2 separate regions of the Mus musculus genome follow, and region 1 is linked to region 2. The links are chromatin contacts, called in public HiChIP or PLAC-seq maps. All regions are on one chromosome and are shown on one strand. Each heading gives the region's core, a stretch centred on a gene start, on an enhancer-like site or on the middle of the called end of the contact. The rest is flanking DNA. Distances are from core to core; before and after follow the strand shown. Region 1 holds the start of Itpr3 (inositol 1,4,5-triphosphate receptor 3). Region 2 holds the start of Nkx2-5 (NK2 homeobox 5).

Region 1 (5,407 bases), core at 2,027-4,526, 220 kb after region 2:
TCCATGAAAGAAAGCATTTAATGGAGGGTTCCCTTACAGTTACAGAGGGTCATTATCACCATGGCAGTAGGCATAGCAGACATGGTGCTGGAGGAGCTGAAAGCTACACCCTGACGGGCAGTCAGGTAGGTAAGCATGGGAGGAGGGTGCGGGTGGGAGGTGGGTGGTGGTGGTGGGATACTGAGCCTTGCTTGGGCTTTTGAACCATCAAAGCCCACCCCCAGTGACACACTTCCTCCAACAAGGCCATGCCTCCTAATCCTTCTAATCCTGAGAGATCCACTGGTAAATTTTCAAATATATGAGCTTATTGGGCCATTTTTATTCAAACTGCCACAGTAGGACTTCAGTAGATGCTTCTGGAATGCATGTGTGTGCCCCTCTGGAACCCCAGGGAAGGATGAGAGACAAGAGGATCTGTCCTGGGGTCTGGCCCTTTTGCCATTGATGCCACCGTCTGAGAACCCAGACACCCTGACTGTCTCTCATACTAGAGAGTGCTGGGTCTCAGTTTTAACTCCAGTTCCCAGAAACCTGGTGGGTGACAGGACTGTCTGGTGGTGGTTCTCTGGGCTGTGGTCATCTCTTTTTGGGAGAGTTTACTAGATAAGAATTTTTAAATTAAATTAATTAATTAATTAATTTATTTTTTTTGCTTGAGACAAGGTTTCTCTGTGTAGCCCTGGCTGTTCTGGAACTCCCTCTATAGACCAGGCTGGCTTTGAACTCACAAAGATCTGCCTGCCTCTGCCTCTTGAGTGCTGTCATTAAAGGTGTGTGCTACCACTGCTTGGCAAGATTTTTTTTTTCTTTTAAATAATAGTTTGCAGCTTATTGGATGCACATGCCATACAGTTTTTTTTTGACAACTTGACACAGCCAGGGCCATCTGGGATTAGGACCCTCCTCAGCTCAGAAGACACCTTAATCAGCCTGGCCTATGGGTAAACGTATGGAACAGTTTCTTGGTTGATGATGGATGTGAACACTGTGGGCAATGCCACCCCTGGGAAGGTGGGACTGGGTTGTAAAAGAAAACAGACTGAGCAAGCCAGTAGGCGGCTTCCTCCGTGGTCTTGGTCTTTGCTTCAGCTCCTGCTGCCCGGCTCCTGCCTAGGCAGTCCTATGATCAACTGGAACCTTCGAGCCAAATAAATCCTCTCCTCCCAAAATCGACTCTTTTTTTTTTTTTTTTCGAGAGAAGGCTTCTCTGTATAGCCCTGGCTGTCCTGGAACTCACTTTGTAGACCAGGCTGGCCTTGAACTCAGAAATCCTCCTGCCTCTGCCTCCGCCTCCCAAGTGCTGGGATTAAAGGCGTGCACCACCACGCCCGGCTCCCAGATCGCTTCTTGATAATGGTGTTTTATCACAGCTATTGAGAGCAAAGGAGGACTATACATTTTTTTTAGGGTTGGGGATGTCACTCAGTTGGTAGGAGTTCACTTGATCCATGTTCTTGGGGGTCTTTAAGGACTTTGGTTTATTTATTTTATGTGTGTGGGTGCTTTGCTTGCTTGTATATCTGGCACCAGGAATGTCCCCAGTGCCTGCAGAGGAATTACAGATGCTTGTGAGCTGCCACGTGGGTGCTGGGAATCAAATCCCTGCTCTCTGGAAGAGAAGCCAGTGCTCTTAACTGCTGAGCCACCTCTTCAGGCCCTTTTTTTAAAAGATTTATTTATTTATTATATGTAAGTACACTGTAGCTGTCTTCAGACACTCCAGAAGAGGGCGTCAGATCTTGTTACAGATGGTTGTGAGCCACCATGTGGTTGCTGGGATTTGAACTCCGGACCTTTGGAAGAGCAGTCGGGTGCTCTTACCCACTGAGCCATCTCACCAGCCCCTGTTTTGATTTTTTAAATTAATTAATTAATTTTTATTTTATGTGCATTGATGTTTTACCTGCATGTATATCTGTGTGAGACCATCAGACCTCCTGGAACTGGAGTTACAGACAGTTGTGAGTTGCCATGTGGGTGGTGGGAATTGAACTTGGATCCTCTGGAAGTGTAGGCAATGCTCTTAACCACTCAGCCATCTCTCCAGCCCATTCTTACATTTATTTGAGGCAGACTCTCACGTGCCCTAGGTAAACCTCGAACTTACTATGCGACCTTTAACTCCCAGTCCTCCTGCCTCTACTTCCCCATTAAAGGCTTGGCTAACCACTACCACCAGTTCTAAGGGTCTTGGTAAAAATCCCCTGCACTCAAGAACTCTCGGTGCAGGTCAGCAGCTGTCTCACGGCTGGCGGCTGTCTCCACCCCTCCTGGGTCTCTTCCTGCTTCTGTCTCCAGTCCCCTCCTCCTTTTCTCCCAGGGACAAACGCCCCCATCCCCGCCCCTCAGGAAATAAGGGGGGCTGGGTGGGAGGGAGCAAACGTGACCAAAGGGGGTGGTGGTGGCGCATTCTTATCTCAGGAGTTCAAACCAAAGCTCTAGGAGGAAGCAAACGCCCAGCCTCCGTGGCGCAGAACAGAAAGTAGTCAACTTGGCGATGAGTTTGAGGGCTGAACTTTGTGAGCAAGGGCCCGCTACGAGAACTTGTTTCAGTGGGCGCTGGGGTGCACTATTAACTAGAGGAGGTAATGCTCTCCCCCTCCCAGTATTATTTATTTATTTTAAAGCAAAGACAGAAGGAGCCAAGAGAAACTGGAGCCAATTCCTCCTGGAGAGGGAGCGGCTGAACTGATTCGGAAGTTGGATCTCTTTGTACACAGGAATGTGGGGAGAAAGAGAGTGAGAGAGAGAAACCCCAACAAGGACAATTAAAAAACAAAAAACAAAAAAAAACCCAAACCCACCCCATTGCTTCATTTCCCCTCCAAGTCAAAGCACTTTCTATTGTGCAATGAAAAGACTTTTCATGTTGAGAGAAATGAATCCTGATTTGCAACGCTAAGGGCTTGAGCGCGCATCCAGGCGCAAGACGGTTCTCAGCTGGGCGCGGTTGCCGCAGGGTGACCGTGGCCAAGTTCCCGGTGTGCTCAGCCACGCGTGGGCCGCAGGCTAGGCGAGCTGGGGATCTCCGAGGGTGGAGAGCCCCGAAGTGCAGCGCGGTGCTGGTGGACAAGCCGTCTAGAGAACGCCCTAGAGCCTGGGGGTCGTCCGGTGGCAAGCTGGGCGCTTTAGGGGGTGCAGGCGTGCACGCGCGCGGTGTAGAAGAGGCCGAGCCTGGGGCGCGGGTGCACGTGGGAGCCGCGGCGGGGGCGGGGTGGGGTGTGGCCTCCCCGCCTCCCAGGCGGGATTTGCATGTGTGTGGCGGCCCCAGACTTCCTGCTCCTTCCAGGCTGCAGGTACGCGCGGGCCCGGCCGGGCTGGAGGGCTGCGAGCGCGCAGAGACGCAGGCACCTCCTCACCCGGACCCGGGTCGCGCCGCGCCTCCTCGCTCTCTGGTGGCAGTCAGCCTACTCCTGCCGTCCCGATCGTCCGGGTCGCCGGGCTGCGAGGTGGCACTGCGCCCCTCTCCGCCCAGCGCGCCTCAGTCCTCTGCACCGAGCCTGGCAGCTCGCTTCAGGGCGACCTCGTCGCCTCGAGCCCCGGAGGGCCGAAGCCATGAATGAAATGTCCAGCTTTCTTCACATCGGGGACATTGTGTCCCTGTACGCCGAGGGCTCTGTCAATGGCTTCATCAGCACTTTGGGGTGAGTGAGCCTAGGGCAAAGAGAGGGGCATCGGGACCACGGTACCAGCTGCTTGTTTGCCAATGTTCAGTCCCCTGAGCCCTTGATAGAGGCTTGCTTGGACAGCCCAGTCTCCAGAAGCGAAGGGACGCTGGCACCCCTCTCTTAGAGAAAGGAAGTGCGTTGTTTGCTCAGGTAGTAGTCGGGTGCCCTGGGGAGTTCTAGAAGGCGTCAGCGCCCACGAAGCCCGCCACTTCTGGCACACTCTTTTTCTTAACTCATGGCTGAGGGGTTCGGACTTCCTCTGCAAGTGGTCCTCGGGTTATGCAGGTGGCTGGGGCCTGAGTTGGAGAGGGCCTGGGTGTTCTTGTTTGGGATTCGGGGTGGGGTGCTAGGGTTGGCTCAGCCTGAAGCCTGGCACTCACCTCTATAGCCCCATCTTGAATCGGTTTATTTAATTATTTAATTAATCATTTAATTTATTTATTTGGAGAGGTAGCATCTTTTCACTCTCCTTGTGCCCCATCTCCTCTTCAGAGTGTTTTCTTTACCCTCCCTGTCCAGGCAGTCCAGGTCTTGGCCAGCTGGCCCCCCTCTCACCGCCACCCCCTCCTTGTCAATTTCCTGTGTAGCTACTCTGGCGCCCCTGGGTCCCTGGTCCCAGGTTCTCTAGAGCACTTTACAAACATTAATTAATTCTGGCTGTCACCCCCCGGGGTCTGGGCTGGATAAGCAGGGAATTGATTCCATCCCATGCTGGTGCCAGGCCGGTAGCTGGGAGAGGTTAGAATCCCAGTATCTTTTTGGATAGACCCTGAGCACCTCGTTGCTGCAGGGATGGAGGAAGCGCACAAGCCCGGATCTGGTCTTTCTGTCCCATTTTCGGGCAGGTGGGGTGGTAGTGGCTAATGTTCTGGTATCTCACGTTGTCAGCACCATCCAGCTGCTGGCAGGGTGACTCCTCTCTGGGGGCTTTGGAAGTGTGTCAGGAATTCTTTCAAAGTTAGCCCTGCAGGTGGGAGGCTCCTGGCTCCCTTGCTCTCTCCTCTTGGTGGTTGAAATTCAATGTGCTGTAGGGAGGAGAAACCTCCAGGGCCTCTCTGCCTGAGGAGGCTGAGATGGGAGTTCCAGCATCCCTCTCTTCTCCAAGCATCCTCCAGGCTCTCCTACACACCTCCCGGGTCAGATGGAAATTTCTACACACACATCTCCCCATCAGATTTCTCTTCTGAAGTTGCCCAGAGTTGAGGCGTGGAGCCTCGTCTGGGCCAGCATCTTTGCAGGCCTGGCTCAGAGCCCTGCCAGGCAGGGCCCTTCTTGGGGAGCTACAGGGGAACTGCGCAGTCAGCACTAAACATGCTGTCTTGGGATGGGGTGTGTGTTGGGGAGGGAGTGGCAAAGCCAAAGGTGGGAGCCCAGACTCCCCCCAACTCTGCAGATTCTCAGAAGTAGTCACATTTTGTTGATGTGTCTGGCTCAGGGCTGAACACAGGGTAGATGCTATTTAATCACCTTGAGGATTGACAGAGCCAAGGATCTAAGGTCCCTTTTCCTGTCCCCAGGCAGCCTCCATTGTCTGGGAATCCCTCTGCTGGCGCTTTCTCTCTCTCTCTCTCTCTCTCTCATGTATATGTGTTTTGCAGGCATGTATGTCTGTGTACCATGTTGGTGCTGCGTGGCTTTAGAGGCCAGAGAGTGCATTGGCTCTCCCGAGACTGCAGTTATAGAAGGGTGTGAGCCACCTTGTGGGTGTTGGGGATGAACCCAGGTCCTGTGCTAGA
Region 2 (5,492 bases), core at 2,908-5,407:
AGTTTAGTCCCAGGAAATAGATGGCTAGCAGCTGAGCTGAATACATCCCCTAGTTGTGGTCAGTGCTACCTGCCTCAGGTGCATGAGAGTTGGGGTGAGGCACACTTTTCTCTTTCTTCACACGGCCCAGCCCAAAACCCTGGCATGGGCAACTATTTGCATGCAACTGCATCTTTACCTTCTGCATTTCCCCAAGGACCCTAAATGGCAGCACCTACGGCCTTCTCCTCCACTGTGGGGGTTAGGAGGTGACACTAGCAAGCTGGTTTCCACTGCTGCAAAGTGCTGACCCAGCCTCACTAAGCCGGGCTTCAGGGGCTCACTGCAGAGCTCAGGACCTAAACTCCACAGCAATGTCGTGACTGCTTATAGGGTTGCTGCTGGCCCTACCGACTTTGTGACCTAGCCACTGCTCCAGAGCAGCGAAGAAGACAAAGCCAGTATCCACAAGCGGAGGTTAGTTATCCAGCCCTGAGTACTGGGGTTAGAGACGCTGAAGTAGAAAAACTTGGGACACCCAGTAAGAAATCCCCACAACTACAAGCCCCCATTTTATCAAACCTGTTCTCTCATCTGTAAAACCTGCAGAGCGATTATGTTGGTCAATCGAAGCTGTGTTAACTACAGTCAAATTACTGCCATACCGAGAGATGCCAGTCAGGTTGGAGAATCGCCCCATAACTCACACATGGACTCTCACAGTCCCCCCCACCCCACCCCACCCTACCCTGAGATAAATGTGAGCACCATCTCCCATCCGGTTTAGGTTTGGCCTCTGTGCTTAGCTGAAAACAGGCAAAGGACTCCAGGGGCTTCCAATGAGGGGCAGAGTCTCAGGGAAGCTGGACAAGGGCCCTTGGCTCTTCCGTCGGTAAAAGAGCTGTGGCGTTAAGCAGACGACTTAGGGTGCTGCTCTCCCCTCAACGCCCAGCAACAGTGAATCAAGTTGGCCTGAGGATGGGCGCTCTAGGATCAGCTTTTACTCCTTCTCTGGTGCGAGAAGACGCTGAACTTCCTTCTACACCCATTAGCTCACAAGCAAGTCATAAAACCCCTCACGCCCTCCGCGGGTAACCTTGGAAAAAAAAAAAAGGCCGCCCTCGGGGGGGGGGGGGGGAACGGAGGACTTCAGAAAACACCTAACGAGGGGTGCGGGGTGCCTCAGCTTTTATGAGTGCAGGTTCTATTAATGTGAACTATGCCTGTGACCTGGAGGGGCCTCTGCGCTCGCTCAGAAATCCTAAAAGAAGCCCGCGTGCGTTAGCGCACTCACTTTAATGGGAAGAGGGTTCTCATTTCTTACAACAGGTAAAAACATAAATACGGGTGGGTGGGCGACGGCAAGACAACCAGGGCCCGGGCGCCCGGCCCAGGCTCCCGGTCCTAGTGTGGAATCCGTCGAAAGTGCCCGTGACCCTGGAAGGGCTCTGCCAGGTCCGAGACACCAGGCTACGTCAATAAAGTGGGATGGATCGGAGAAAGGTCCCAGGCCTGCGCGAGGGTGGGTGTGAAATCTGAGGGACAGGGCATAGTGGGAGCTTTCCCATCCCCGGAGTCATCGCCCTTCTCCTAAAGGTGGGAGTCGTTCCGGGGCGCCCCAAACGGGCTCTTTCCCTACCAGGCTCGGATGCCGTGCAGCGTGGAGACGCCCGAATTGCCCTGCGGCATCCCGGGACTCTGCACGGTGTTCAAGTCCCCGACGCCAAAGTTCACGAAGTTGCTGTTGGCGGAGGCGGCGGGGGGCTGCGCGGCGGGGGGCGCAGCGGGGTAGGCGGCGCAGCTGTAGCCGGGACTGCAGGCCGCGCCGCCGTAGCTGGGGTAGGGGTAGGCGTTGTAGCCATAGGCATTGAGACCCACGCCGTAGGCGGGAGCGTAGGCCGCGGGGTCCCCCAGGCAGGGCTTCCCGTCGCGCACCAGCACGGGCACCGCGATCCTGCGCGCGGGCGGCGGCGGCGGCCCCAGAAGCTCCAGAGTCTGGTCCTGCCGCTGTCGCTTGCACTTGTAGCGACGGTTCTGGAACCAGATCTTGACCTGCGTGGACGTGAGCTTCAGCACGCTGGCCAGCTGGTCGCGCTCTGGCGCCGACAGGTACCGCTGTTGCTTGAAGCGCCGCTCCAGCTCGTAGACCTGCGCCTGCGAGAAGAGCACGCGTGGCTTCCGTCGCCGCCGTGCGCGTGGTCTCTCGGCGCCATCCGTCTCGGCTTTGTCCAGCTCCACTGCCTTCTGCAGCGCGCACAGCTCTGAAGGGGAAGAGAGGCAGAGAGGTGGCGGGTTAGAGCGGCGGGCCGGGGACCTCAGGGCCCTTGTAGGGGTGGCAGGGAGTATCACTCTGGTCCTATGCCGGACACCCAGCTCCGCTTAAGCTAATCGCCGAGTGCACGGGCTCGCTCGGTTCGATGTTGGCGCAATTGCGCATCTGGGAAATGCCTAAGTGGCTTGGACAAAACAAAACAAGAGAAATCTCGGGCGCCCTATCCCAGACCTCTTCCCCGGATAGTTAGCGTTCTCTTAACAGTCTGGGATTTAGCTTTAGCTTTTCTGGCTGCAAAGAAAATAAAGTCATGAGGATGCTCGGAGTGAATTACATTAGGAATACTCCGGTTTGTCCCTCGGGTGGTCAGCTGATGTTGGCATGGCTTCTGGACTTCCCAGTACCCGGAGGAGGACAGAGGCCTCTACACCAGCCCTGCGGGATTCCGGTTGGTAGCAATAAGTTCTAATCCTCCTCCAGTCCTTCTCCAATGTTCCTGGACCTTCTCTCTGCTCCCAGGGAAAACCTAGGAACGTCCTCTAACTCGCAGAAACCATTGGGCCTCTCTGGCTTTACTCAGCACAGGATCTGGGCCTGGGACTTCCCTGCTCCTTCTGTGAGCTGGCCAGGAGCCCCTCTCCCTACTCTGAGATATTTGGTATTCGGCCACCTTCGGAAGCCTGCTCTTCACTTCTCAGTGTCTTTATTCGTTCCGTATTTCCCAACAGTTCCCAGAAAGGAATTTCTGCCTGATCCTGCCTGGAGATTGTACTAGAAAAACAAAGCCAACCCCAGCTCCTGGGATCCGCAGCATCGCATCTCAAAATCACAACCCGGTCCCCAGACTCCTCTCTTTTGGCACAAAGGAGGCAAGGCCCAGAAAGGCAGGGTGGGCTACACAAGGCCCAGGATACACGGGGCTAAGCTTTCGGTTTAGCAGTTCTCAGTGTCTCAAAGTACCCCCAAATCTGGAAGAGATTTTAACTCTCCAGTACGAAGATTTGTTCTAACGCGGATTGTTAGATAGCTTAACTTTGTAACAGATCCAAGAACAAGGCCCTAACCTACTGGGGTTTTGTAGGCCGAAAACAACATTTTAATCTTCTCTCTCTCTCTCTCTCTCTCTCTCACTCTCACTCTCTCACTCTCTCCCTCTCTCTCTCTCCCTTCTTTTTTCCTGACCCTCTAAATTCGGCGTTCCCTCTAAACTTCGGACTGACTGCGGGACAGCCTGGAATCTTATACTCCAAACTCCCCGCGCCCAGCCTTCACCCCGGACTGAGCTACTGTCAGGCCTGGGTTTCTTGGCTCAGGGTTTTGGACATGAAAGCGATTCCAGAAGGGAAGAGCTTGAGGTTCTCCTTACCTTTTTTATCCGCCCGAGGGTCTTTGGCTGGGTCAGGGTCACCGTAGGCTCCCGGGTAAAATGTGGGGGCGGCTGGGAAAGCAGGAGAGCACTTGGGGGGCGAAGGCGCGGGGCCCATCTCCGCGCGCAGCTCTGCCAGGCCGGACGCTGCCGCCTCGGGGCCAGAGTAGGCCTCGGGCTTGAAGGCGGCCAGCATGCAGGAGGCAGGGGCCAGGGTGGCCTCGAGGCGCGCAGACAGGTCCCCAGACGCCAGGCTACGCTGCTGCTGCTCCAGGTTCAGGATGTCTTTGACTGAGAAAGGCGTGGGTGTGAGCGCAGGGCTGGGGAACATGGTGGCGACGCAGGTTTCACAGCGCCAGGTGGGTAGCAGAGAGTGGTGCTGCCCACCCCTGGGGACAGCCTCCCCGCATGGTGCCCGCCGCCCGCCCGCGCACCCGCCTCTCTGCCCTGGATGTGGCGCGCGGCAGCAGGTAGCGCGGAGCACCAGGGGCAGAAGAGGCGGGAGCAGGCTGGAGTAGGGGGGATTCAGCCTGCCATTGGGCCAGGGGCCTGGATGACAGGAGCGACGGGCAGTTCTGCGTCACCTAATATAGACATAGGGATGGGAAAAAAAAATCCTGCTCAGCTTTTTTTAAAGGGGCCGCGACACATTTGGGATAGTCTCCCACTCCTGCAAGGAGATTGCTCCTCGTTAGCCTGAAAATCCCAGCCAGACACACTCAAAGAAAATACCTGATTCTGTTATGCTGAGTCTAAACGCAGGGTTGGGGGTGGGTCGAGGATTTGAATAAATATTCTTTGCACTGTGTCCTGTATCACTAAATGGGCTGGTGAGGATGGATTGAAAGCCAGAAGAGGGGGGTTATTTTCAGGGATCAAGACTATGACTACAATATTGTTTACTGAAGTCTGCCTAAGAGTAGCCTGCATAGAAAGAGAATCACAGAGAAGACAGTTGTTCTGGGACGAACACTGAGTTTAACACATGAGTTTAAGAATTGGATTGGGGAGCGGTAGTTAATTTGACCTACAGGACCAAATTCAACCCAGGAACCCAGAGGGGCCCCAAGGGGTTCTGAGCTGAATGGAAAGGTGAAGTGGCTAATTGTGGGGTGGGAGTGGCCACCTGCTTCAGACTAAGCGGTGGGGCCAGGCACCTCTCCAGAGAGAAGGAAGCATTGTTGGGGAATTGACTCTTCCTGGAGGAGAGCTGCCTTCTGGGTTGTCTGCCTGGATTCTCCTGAAGCCCAAGCTGCTTCATTTTTCACCCTCCTAGGCCACCACAAAAGTCCCAGACCCTTTCTAGCCCGATCCTCCAGGGCCTTCCTGGGCTTCTACTCCACGGGGCAGAGGACAGATCAGGCAGGTGGAGGGACATTTTCAGTCCAGTGCTGCTTCTGTCTGAAAACTGTCAGGGTTTAAGGAACCCAGGTTCTGTACTAAGACAACTGTCTGGATCTAAGGAACACTTGGGCCCTCCCAGACCCAACAGAGTGGGACTTTTTCCTGCTGTAATCTCAAAAAGAGAAGGCACATCGATTCCAGGCAAAACCTCCCCCACCGAAGGTATATGGTAAGGCTAACCTCTGGGAGAGCTTGGGCTCACCACACCGATTTGCAAAGGGGATGTGCCCTTGAAAATTCATGTGGTGAGGGTCCATCACCTGTTTTCGGATATAAGGATTCCCAGAGTGAACAGATCTGTGAGTCAGAAGGCACACAGATATGAAGGACGAGTTGGCCACCAGAGGAGAGGCTTTTGGAATAGAAACGGAGTGTGAGTGTAGGGTCAAAGGTTAGCTAAACAAGTCACTCTTAAGTCATGAACCCAAAGTCCAGAGATCAAAACTTTTGTGAGTGCAGAGTGTGAACTGT

What was found. HiChIP or PLAC-seq counts read pairs in DNA pulled down with a chosen protein or histone mark.
Region 1: a contact with region 2 is called in an H3K4me3 HiChIP or PLAC-seq map of embryonic stem cells, with 11 read pairs. The contact joins the promoter of Itpr3 here to the promoter of Nkx2-5 in region 2. A contact is called at or near these places in 2 of 115 datasets of contacts at active chromatin or transcription factors (both in embryonic stem cells) and 1 of 9 other capture datasets (liver).

The regions. Positions count from the first base shown.
Region 1 is chr17:27,054,028-27,059,434 of GRCm38.p6, forward strand. It overlaps Itpr3 (inositol 1,4,5-triphosphate receptor 3), which reads left to right and starts at 3,277. Exons shown (of 58, transcript NM_080553.3): 1 at 3,277-3,647. The coding sequence starts at 3,559.
Region 2 is chr17:26,837,408-26,842,899 of GRCm38.p6, forward strand. Nkx2-5 (NK2 homeobox 5) reads right to left here and starts at 4,158. Exons shown (of 2, transcript NM_008700.2): 1 at 3,618-4,158; 2 at 1,258-2,240. The coding sequence starts at 3,948. The coding sequence ends at 1,615.